Regions from separate parts of the Mus musculus genome. Here regions 2 and 3 are each linked to region 1. The links are chromatin contacts, called in public Hi-C maps. All regions are on one chromosome and are shown on one strand. Each heading gives the region's core, a stretch centred on a gene start, on an enhancer-like site or on the middle of the called end of the contact. The rest is flanking DNA. Distances are from core to core; before and after follow the strand shown. Region 1 overlaps Lpp (LIM domain containing preferred translocation partner in lipoma). Region 2 has its middle 35 kb from the start of A230028O05Rik. Region 3 overlaps Lpp (LIM domain containing preferred translocation partner in lipoma).

Region 1 (3,361 bases), core at 433-2,932:
GACATTGCCTAGATAATGCTCATCTACCAAGAGGGGCAGATCTACATTTCGCTCTGATTGGTTAACCAGGATATGCAGCCATGCTAGAGGTCCTTGTTCAGTATTAGTTCTTCCACATCCCAACTCCTCATCGTGTTCTTTAATCCTAGAAAGTAATTTCTGGCACTTTCCCTCGACTGTTCAGAACCCTGGATTACTGCTGTACATCAATGATAGTACACTGGCAATAGTTGTGTGAGTGTATTGGTCTGAACCTATGAGCTGTCTATGGAACACCAGAGTCTGTATTTTTAGTTCATTTCCTTAGGCAAATACAAACATTGCACAGTTACCTCGGGCATACACAAGCTAGACTGTCAGCATGAGCACAAGGAACCTATTAGTTTAACATGTACCAGGTCCCTCCTTAAGCTTTGGATGAGAAAATCGAAAGGGGACATTTATAAGCTAAGCGCCACATGTGTGTCGGATTGAGTATAGATTACAAACCATTCAACCTATATCAAATACTGAACTTCGGCTAAGGCTGGCTTGAACTCTGAGAGATAAAGTCCATACAGTTTATCTCGCCTGTGCCATTTTAACTCAGAATTGTGTTGTATCTTAAGTTCTGGATGCTGGGGCTTCTTTCATGACTTCCAAAAGCACATACTTTTCTGGTTTTTGGTTGTTTTTTTTTTTTTAACAATTTGCCATGGACAATTTTAAAAACTGTTGTAACAATTATTTTAATGTTTCTTTCCACATATGTCATCATCTTCAGCAAGGATTGGCTCATGTACTTCTTTGTACTGCTGTTCCTCCTGTCGCATGTAGTCCCTCTCTCTTCTTTCCACAGCCTTCCTTCCCTTTGATGGTCACTTCATCTCCTCTGTACCTCAGTCCTTCCCTCCGGAATTGTCTCAGAGATAATCTCAAATATCACAGAATACAATCAGTGCTGTAAAACTGAAACTTTTGTAGGTGTGTCAAAAGCACTTCTCTCAGCCATAAATAATGTTAGGTGACCATTTTTGCAGGGTGTTTATTGATCTTGTGGCTTTTGCCTTGGGGCATGGTGTGGGAAAGTTTAAGAGTAAAAATTTTAATTCTGAGTGACTTCTCTGGTTGGGTGAAGTGACAGACTGGTCTGTGTCTATTGTAGCTATTATATATATTTAAAATATTTAGTCAAATGAACCATATTAGCATTAGTGAGTCTATTGTATTGTCAGTAGAGTTCTGCTCTTAATTATAAACTATTTTAAGATATAGATAGAAGCACAGGTATATATAGCCAATACTTCATTAAGGTTAGTGGTTTCTCTGATTTCCTCAGTCTAGGTTATAAGATTCTGTGTGGTAAGCACAGAAGGTGTTTGCTTTTAACCAAATTACCTAGAAAATAGAGAGGGAGGCAGAAGTTTATATTCTTAGAATGAGGAAACCCAAGTGAGGTGTTTCTAATATAGAGGCAGAGAGCAGACAGACAGTACATAGCATAGCATAGCATAGCATAGCATAGCATAGCATAGCATAGCATAGCATTGATTGCTGTGGTCTCATTACATCTTCATAAAAGCTTCCTGAGCAAGGGTGTTCTCAGTGATCCACTTGGGGAAGCAAGAAGAGTTAATGTGGGTCCCCACTTTCCCTGCTCACACGGCGCTGAGTTTCCCAGGCTTTTGTAGAAGTATGCTTTTAGTTCCTCCTGTGTCATTGTGACCACTTTTTGTAACAACTTGACTCATAGCATCCCAGGGAGGCTTGCCATTCTTTAGGGCTGGGAAGGCATAGTGGGGCAGCTCAGCCTGTGGCTGTGCATCATGGGATACAGGCCTTTCCATGTTGCTGACCACGAGGCGCACAGAGGTAGAACATAACCATGTCTTCCATCAGTCAGGTCTCAGTTCCTCACAGCTCTATAGCTTCAAAATCCCGATAAAGTGAAGCAAAGGGTTCAAGAATGATTCTGTGGAGACATTTCCCACTCAGATGATGGCACCATGATAAGGGAAAACCTTAAAATATTTGTCCAAAGGGCTTATCTGCCTAACAGACCACCGGAAATGAGATGACATTTCCCATTAAGCCTGATTCTAGATCCTTACACCCAGTTGTTCCTAATAGATCCATAACCCTGGCTTACTTGGGTCCTCTGATCAGATGCATGGGTGTTCTGTTGCATGGATCTCCTTGTAAGCTAAAGAGATCCCTGGTTATGTGTCCCTGTTCTGTATTAGGTGCCAGTTTCTCACGGTTCTCTCTCATACTCACGTCTCCTTTGCTTGTGTCAAGGAGCTGCTGCTGAAGAGATGGGTGGCAGTTTCATTGCAGCAGCTTGATGAAGTGACTTTCTGCACACAGAGTGAATTAGTTGGCATGTCACAATTCTGGCTTTATTTTCCCTTGTCCCATGATAGGATTTTTTTTTTTTTAAAACAAACAATTGCCTAATCAGGTAACTCACATCTTATCCAAACAGCATTAACTTTGTGTGTGTGTGTGTGTGTCTGTGTGTGTGTGTGAGTGTGTGTGATTCTGTTAGCGTTTTTGAATTTTATGTATTATGCGCATATATACTAGTGTTACCTTTACATTTGGGGTGTCTTTTAATTTTGCTGTAATTTGCAAGTATAATCAAGTTCATTTCAATTTGCTTTGAAGTTATTAATCTGTTGATGGAGGTTGAAGGTCTAAGTGGATTTGAAATGACTTCCCGTGTGCCATGTGCTGACTCAGTAGCTCACACTGCCTCTCTTCCTGTGTGTTCACTGTACGTCTGTTCCCCTCACACCTGCTATGCCTGCATAACTCTTAACCTTTCCGGTTGCATTTGCCCTGCCTTCCCTGCAGTTTCTTTACTAGTGAAGAGCCTCACTTTCTGCTATGCCTCACTGTGCTGGGTCCCTGCCTCCTCGGGGGTATTAGTGTGTTCTGTGGCCCTACCTGTGTTCAGAATAGAGACACTGCTCCTCTGCCCCTGCTGTTTGGTAATGCGGACTGTGGAACCTTAACATATGGCCTCATCAGTAATAAACTCCCCTGAGAAGCCATGTCAGCCACTTGCTCCCCAGAATGTCCTCATGAAACATCCTTGGCAGGGTAGCACTAACACTCGGGGCTTTCTGTAGCACTGCCCTTTTTTTTCTAAATAACAACAACACACAAAAACAAAACAAAACAAAACAAAACATAAAACAGTGTTTCCCTGTGTAATAATTCCCTTTCCTAGTTCCTGGCCCTCACTTGTGAGTACCTTTAACCCAGTATCTGAGTTGAGGTGTTGGGAATATGTAAAACCTGATTATTTTCCCTATTGGCATCTCCTTATTCAAATGATGAGAAATCTGTGAATCTGCTCATGCCTTGGGGGTTTCTT
Region 2 (3,361 bases), core at 584-3,083, 380 kb after region 1:
AGATACCTGAATTAAGACACTGGTGAAGTAAAGAAGCCTAAATGTTCCGTCACCACCACTTTTACCACCCTAGGGATCAAGCTCCACAACACAGATCCCAGAAGTACACTGAAGTCACATGTAGAGAACAGCAGCCCCGTTGCTGTTGCCTCGGGCCCTTCCCCTGCTTGTTTCTGGCCTTTCACTTACGTGAACTAGAATAGGCCACATTTGTGTGATATAGAGGGTTGGCCTTCTCTAATACTCCATGAAAGAAGCAGAATGTTAGAGCTGGGCATGGTGGGGCACCCAGTACTTGGGGCAATGAGGTAGGTGTACAGTCTAGGCTATTTAGTGTGATCCTGTCTCAAAAATTAAAATAAGTCAAATTGAAGTTCCATGGTTGGTTTTTAAAAGCGGTTTGGGACTTGGATCACTTTTGGCAAAGCACCAGCAATGCCTGGTCCAGTGATTCTCAACCTCTGGGTCAAGAAGGGGTTGTCTATCAGATATACCGCACATCAGATATTTACATTAGGATTCATAACAGTAGCAAGATTATAGTTATGAAGTAGCAACAAAAATAATTTTATGGTTGTAGGTCACCTTAACCTGAGAAACTGTATGGAAAGGTTGAGAACCACTGGTCTACTGTGTGGATATGGATTCTATAATCTCTTCCTGGAGATCATAGAAATGGAAAAATCTATACAGGAGGACATTATACATGTAATTAAACAAGTTATAAATTCATACCTGCCTAGCTGCCTGGGGAAGTTCTTGTCAATGGTTTTCATATCATACACTATAAATGACTGCAATTTGACCAACTCTGGAAAGAAATTCAGAGGAAACTCTGCTTTACTTGAAAATGTTCAGATATAGTAACCTTATAGGGCTGGTAAGCTTTCATTTCATAGTCTCACATCACACGCATATTGAGTTTTGTCGCATTCAACCACTAGAGATACTTGTCAGACATCCAGTGTGGCAAAAGATGCCCACACTAAAGACTCATTTACCCAGAGAACAACCAAGTAAACAAACCTTACCAAAGTCGGTAACCCAGTGAGAAGCCATGCTGGGTTTTATAGATTTTGTTTTATATTAAAGAAGATTTAATTTTCCATGGGGTCTGTGGCCGTGCCCTCAATCTCAACCTGACACATGTTTTTTTTTTTTTTTTTGTTTTTTTTTTTTTTTTTTTTTTTTTTTTTTTCTCTCTGTAACAATTGTGTAGGAGTTAAGGCTCAGGGACAAAACCAAATGCTACTCCTCTTGATGCAGTGCGTGACAATGCTAAGAGAGGAAGATAGCACCTTCAACTTAGTTCAACTGTGTCTTCTGTGTCAGACTCAAGCTTAGTACATCAAATGGTAGCTAAGGGTTTTCCCCTTCCTACTATAAAATCAGTGGCCACACTGACAACATAAAATCTCATCTGGGAAAAGACCAAGAGATCCAACTGTTGAGTTTCTGTGGGCAGCAGCGATGCTTTGGAAGCATCTCTTGCTAAGAGAACCAAGCTCCCTTATCTTTACTGCCAACGTCTTCCTGACACGACTCCCTATCCCATTAAATCCTAAACTCACATCTCTAAAAAGTTGTACTTCCCCTCTGACTTACAATTTCAACCCATTTGTTCCAGTTGCATCCTCTGATGCCACACAGGGAAAAAAAAAAAAAAAGTCCACAAATCTGTCCCCTTCTTATCATGGCACCTCTTTGCTTTGAACATTGTGAACTCCCTTAGTTAACTTTATATTGCTGTGGCAAAATGTTCTGAACAGAAGCAGCTCAGAGAGGAAAGGGTTTGTCTAGCTAGCGTACCCTTCCAACGTCACAGTCTGTGGTTGAGAGGCTAGGAACTCAAGTAGGAAATGAAACAGAAACCATGGAGGAATATTGCTTACTGGCACATTCGTTTTCTCTCTCTCTGTCTCTGTTTCACTGTCTCTGTCTCTGTCTCTGTCTCTGTCTCTGTCTCTCTCTCTCTCTCTCTCTCTCTCTCCCACCTCTCTTCCCCTTTCCTCTTCCCTCCTCCCGGCCACTCAGCTTCAGCCGGGAAGACATAACATAACATAACATAACATAACATAACATATGTTTTGCTGGACAAAACATAATTGGCTTTCCTAGGGTTGGTCCCAAATCCCTTATATGGCACCTATAAGGTGAGTAGGCTTTCAAAAGTCTTTCTAATTCCTAATAGGCTAATGTATGTGGGGGTTTCTACTCCCATAGCACAGTTGTAGGATGAATGGAAGGTAAATGGCTTCAGCAGGCTTTCTTCCATAGCCCAGTCACACCTGCCTAAGAATGGCACAACCCACAGTGGGCTGGCCACTCTACCATGAATTAGCAATTAAGAAAATGCCTCCCAGACACACCCTCTAGTCAGTCCAATCCAAGCAATTGGGACTCCTTCAGATAACTCTGGACAGCATCAAGTTAACAGCTGAAACTGAGTAGAAAATAAATATTGTCTTAAAAACAAAAGTATATTCCTTTCATTTTGTTTCTACAGTATCCTTGGCAGTTTAAACATTTACCTTCCATTCATCCTATAATTGTGCTACAGGAGTAGAAACCCCCACATACATTAGCCCATTAGGAATTAGAAAGACTTTTGAAAGCCTACTCACCTTATAGGTGCCATATAAGGGATTTGGGACCAACCCTAGGAAAGCCAATTATGTTTTGTCCAATTTCTCAGTATTGTGGAGCCTGGCAAGCCCTGTATATGTAATGCTGATCAGCTGATATCATTTTACAAGGTTGAAATTAAGCCATAGGTTCTTTGCCAGGCTACTACCTGGTCCTGTGTGGTCATTTAAACAATCACTATTATACAAATAAAACATGAAGACTATACAGAACATACACACACACACACACACACACACACACACACACACAAAGAGCATGGGTGTACTAGCATGTCTTTGGTATGGGAAGGTACTCTTCTTGGTACCAACAGAGACTACATATTGGTTGTATATATCAGTCTGTTGAATCCTGCTGTTTAAGATTGTAGTCTATTGTCAGGCAGTGGTGGTGCACACCTTTAGTCCTAGCACTCAGGAGGCAGAGGCAGAGGCAGGCGGATTTCTGAGTTCAAGGCCAGCCTGGTCTGGTCTACAGAGTGAGTTCCAGGACAGCCAGGGCTACACAGAGAAACCCTGTCTCAAAAAAACCAAAAAAAAAAAAAAAAAAAAGATTGTAGTCTACCATGACCAGACAACTTTTCTTTTTCTGAGCTCTGTGCAAAATGGAGGACTCTCTTTTCCAGCAGAGCTTCCACTTTGCTGCCTGACCTTTTCTGAGGAGCCCTGTGCCCACCCCCTCTATCTGAGGAAGGTCAGGAAGCCCTTGGCAAAAT
Region 3 (3,361 bases), core at 217-2,716, 260 kb after region 1:
AACTGTAGCTGAATCCAGCAGTTGACTAGCCAAGATAACAGCCGAGAAATGAAAAGTTAAGTAAACAAACACCCTGCTTGTGCAGACTGCTTCAACTACGGAAGGAAGATGATAATGCCTGCCAGACAGAGGACGTGGATGGAGGTCTAAGTCACAGAAGCCACTGTAAGGAGAGTACAGAAAATACCTTGATGCTCATAGGAGATGCTGCCTAAAGAAGGGGTGGGATGCAGGCCATTCATGACAAGTTGTTGGTAACTGAAAAAAAATTCTAGGATATTCTATAACAGTGAATTCAAGGCCAGCTGAGGTTAGAAAAGACCCTGTCTCATGGGGAAGGGTCGGAGGTGGGTGGGAATTAATGAATGCGGTACAAATAAATCTAGACAAATGTTACAAACTGTGGGGGTGAAAAAAGTGTGGGCATAACTATAGACCATTTCCTTTCTCTCCACTGAACCTAGGCTCCTTTGCTCTGAGTAAAATGCTTTAATCCTAGTACACTTTTTCTCAATGTAGCCTTGCTAACATGCACAAAACCTTAATTTCAAAACCCATGCTTCATAAACCAGGTATGCTAGCACATACCTGTAACTACAGCCAGGGAGGTGAAGACAGGGTGATTAGGAGTTCAATGCCAGCCAGGGGTGCAGTAGACCTTCCCTCAAAAAAAAAAAAAAATCACATGTTTCATAGGAAAGATGCTTTTTCTGTAAATCTAAAATATGCAAGGGGGGGGGGGGACCCTCAACCTCACCAATGTAGATGAAAGTCAGAAGTGCTACCTGAGAAAAGGCGAGGAAATGTCACTAACAGGGTTTCTCCTATCTTCAAAGAACAAATGATGCCTGCAGTGTCTCCACCCTCAGCCTTCTGAGACCCTAACTTAGCCTGCCTCAGGGAGGGAGTGCTAATCTAACTGCACATGTGGAGAAAGCCTAAAAGAAATGTTGAGTTCAGTGCTGCGTGATAAATTGGAGTGGTAAAGTGAATGCCACATAGTAAAATATTCTCAATTATTTGATGAGTGCAATATTTGAACAATATTAGCAGCCTTTAAAATACTTGGTTTAAACTCATATAGCACATTGGGGCAGGGAGAGAATATGAGTGTAATTCTCTCCATGGATACGTTTCACTGAAATGATACTTCATAAATTTGTTACAAATTTTTTAGGATTTAATTATTCTAAAGAGTGTGTGCGTGCTTGCATGCATGCATACATGTGTGTGTGTGTGTGTGCATGTGTGTGTACGTGTGCATGTGCGTGATGGGTGTACCATGCTGGTAGATGTCAGAAAAGGGCATCAAATCCCCTAGAACTGGACTTACAGGTGTTTGTGAGCCTATGTTTTAGGAACCAAACCCAAGTTCTCTGCAAGAGCAGCAAATACTCCTAACAGCTGAGCCACGTCTCCAGCCTATCATGCCTTTTTTTAAAAACAAGCAACCACCCCAGCACAAAGCCAGCTCTAAATAAAATGAGGAAACTAGTTTAGTTGAATAAGGCCAGCCTTCCTACCCTTGAATCTAGGAATGTGCACGATCATCTCTTATATTTGTATTTTTCTAAACATGCTTTTTAACTTTTGAAGTAGGACTATGAAAACAAAAAGAAAAGAAAAGGCTAAATGCATATATGTTTGCACAATTATGTAGGTTTTATTTTTTTGACACAGACATAACAAATAATATAAAGGTCCACATACTTGTTACCCGGTTTAACAAAAAACTATTAGAAATGCACTGGATTCTTTGTTCTCATCACAGTCCCCAAACTTCCTTCTGTCATACCCATGGGGTTCTAATGCACATCTTTGCAGTGTGCACTGTTGTTTACATGCAGGGTTTCATAGCTGTAAATATAGAACATATAAACATTTATAGACAATGGTAGACTATAAAACATGATTAAATCTAAAGTGGTAGGACAAAGCCTAAAAAGCTGACAAGATAAAAGTTACAAGGTTAGATTTAAAGAATACATGAGAGATAGCCCTTCCATAAAAGCCGTAAGAAAAACTGAGCAACTAGGCAACACTGGAAATTGTGTCTGTGTAACGGAATTTAGGGTGCTTTGGAGCCCGCCTGACACTTGTATGCCACTCTTAGAGCCACTCATTCATAATCAGCAGTATGTCCAATCTATGGCTACCTTTTCTAATGATATAGCTCTGTCCTCCTGTGGACACTGGGCAGTACTTTACTGACAGAGAAGCTGAAGCACATACCTCCTAGTTGACTGACCAGAGCAACAGGAAGTCCTTATTGATAACATTTATAACATTTCCCCCTAACTCTTATCCCAAAGTATACCAATTTCTATTGTATTTGAATAAGAACATTTAAGGCCCAGAAGGAACTAAAATTAAAGAAGTACTTTAATTCAGTGCTGTTGTTTTATGGCTGGAAAAGCTAACAGCCAGAGAAAGTTTGTTGATTTGCCTGAATTCACATGTTTGGCAATGGTAGAAGCATGAATAGAAACCAAGAGCCTTGGTGGTACCTTCAGAGACCCTCCCTCTTTAGGAGAGTTTTGAAATAACTAAGCCTATGTGTCTACAGAGACAGAGTGATCCCTGGGGAAAGCTGGACTCTGCCCACTTCAGTAGGACCGTGAACCAGGACAGCATTTGCTTCAGCTCTGACCAGAATGAAGGGTCTCGTATTTCCAGGTTCAGTGCCTCTGAAATGTTATGCTAGAACCTTCTTCCTGCCCCAGTTTGTTTATTTTTAAATGAAGCATGAACTCACCAGCCAGTGTTTGACAGAGTTTGGATGAATGTCAGCATCAGGCCACTGCAATAATGGTTTAAGATTTATATTTAAATATAATCCCATTACTTATACACTTCATTAGGCTGAGTGAATTGCTGGCTGTGGTTCAGCAAAGTTCCTACTTTAAAGATAAAGGATGGAAAGAGAATAGGAAAGGAGCCTCTTTATTCCTTGTTTTCTTTCTTATTCATCTTGCAGCTCTTAATGGACAGAAGGACAATAGTTAGCCATCTACAGCGTAACGTCTGCACTGCCGAAGCCCTCTGAACTGCTCTGCACCACCAGAACAAATTGTCCATAGCTTTAAATTTCCTATAAGTAGAAAAAGAAAGGAGTGGACTTGGAGGGGGGAGGGGGGACTAAGCTATAAAATTCTACCTTGAAACTCTGTCTGAAATGAGCTCCTGGGTCCTCAGTAATATAACCTTTCACTTGGGGTTGGAAAATACAAAAGGAAATGAGTGTAAAGATGGAGAAAATCAAATTACAACCAGCCACCATTCAGCATCTACTCTGTTTCTTTAGCTTCCGTTTCTGAACATATAGAATGACAGTTTCTCCTTACCTCTCGTGATCACACAG

The links. A called contact is a pair of places that touch in the nucleus more often than the background predicts.
Region 2: a contact with region 1 is called in a Hi-C map of bone marrow-derived macrophages, with 18 read pairs. The contact joins two enhancer-like sites. A contact is called at or near these places in 2 of 484 Hi-C or Micro-C datasets (both in bone marrow-derived macrophages).
Region 3: a Hi-C map of bone marrow-derived macrophages shows a contact between it and region 1, with 19 read pairs. The contact joins two enhancer-like sites. A contact is called at or near these places in 1 of 15 datasets of contacts at CTCF or cohesin (CD8 T cells), 5 of 484 Hi-C or Micro-C datasets (LSK cells, bone marrow-derived macrophages, nephron progenitors and 1 more) and 2 of 115 datasets of contacts at active chromatin or transcription factors (CD8 T cells and bone marrow-derived macrophages).

Annotation. Positions count from the first base shown.
Region 1 is chr16:24,638,804-24,642,164 of GRCm38.p6, forward strand. All of the region lies in intron 5 of Lpp (LIM domain containing preferred translocation partner in lipoma), which reads left to right. Among named protein-coding and RNA genes, the nearest start is that of Mir28a, 190 kb to the right of the region's middle. Within about 2 kb of position 1,683, at least 25 of the 459 cell types and tissues checked have an H3K27ac peak or open chromatin away from gene starts, as enhancers often do. A contact at or near this core is called in bone marrow-derived macrophages, where this site is marked.
Region 2 is chr16:25,022,973-25,026,333 of GRCm38.p6, forward strand. No RefSeq gene overlaps it. Among named protein-coding and RNA genes, the nearest start is that of A230028O05Rik, 35 kb to the right of the region's middle. Within about 2 kb of position 1,834, at least 40 of the 459 cell types and tissues checked have an H3K27ac peak or open chromatin away from gene starts, as enhancers often do. A contact at or near this core is called in bone marrow-derived macrophages, where this site is marked.
Region 3 is chr16:24,897,780-24,901,140 of GRCm38.p6, forward strand. The region is part of intron 10 of Lpp (LIM domain containing preferred translocation partner in lipoma); the gene reads left to right. Among named protein-coding and RNA genes, the nearest start is that of Gm22672, 15 kb to the left of the region's middle. Within about 2 kb of position 1,467, at least 4 of the 459 cell types and tissues checked have an H3K27ac peak or open chromatin away from gene starts, as enhancers often do. A contact at or near this core is called in bone marrow-derived macrophages, where this site is marked.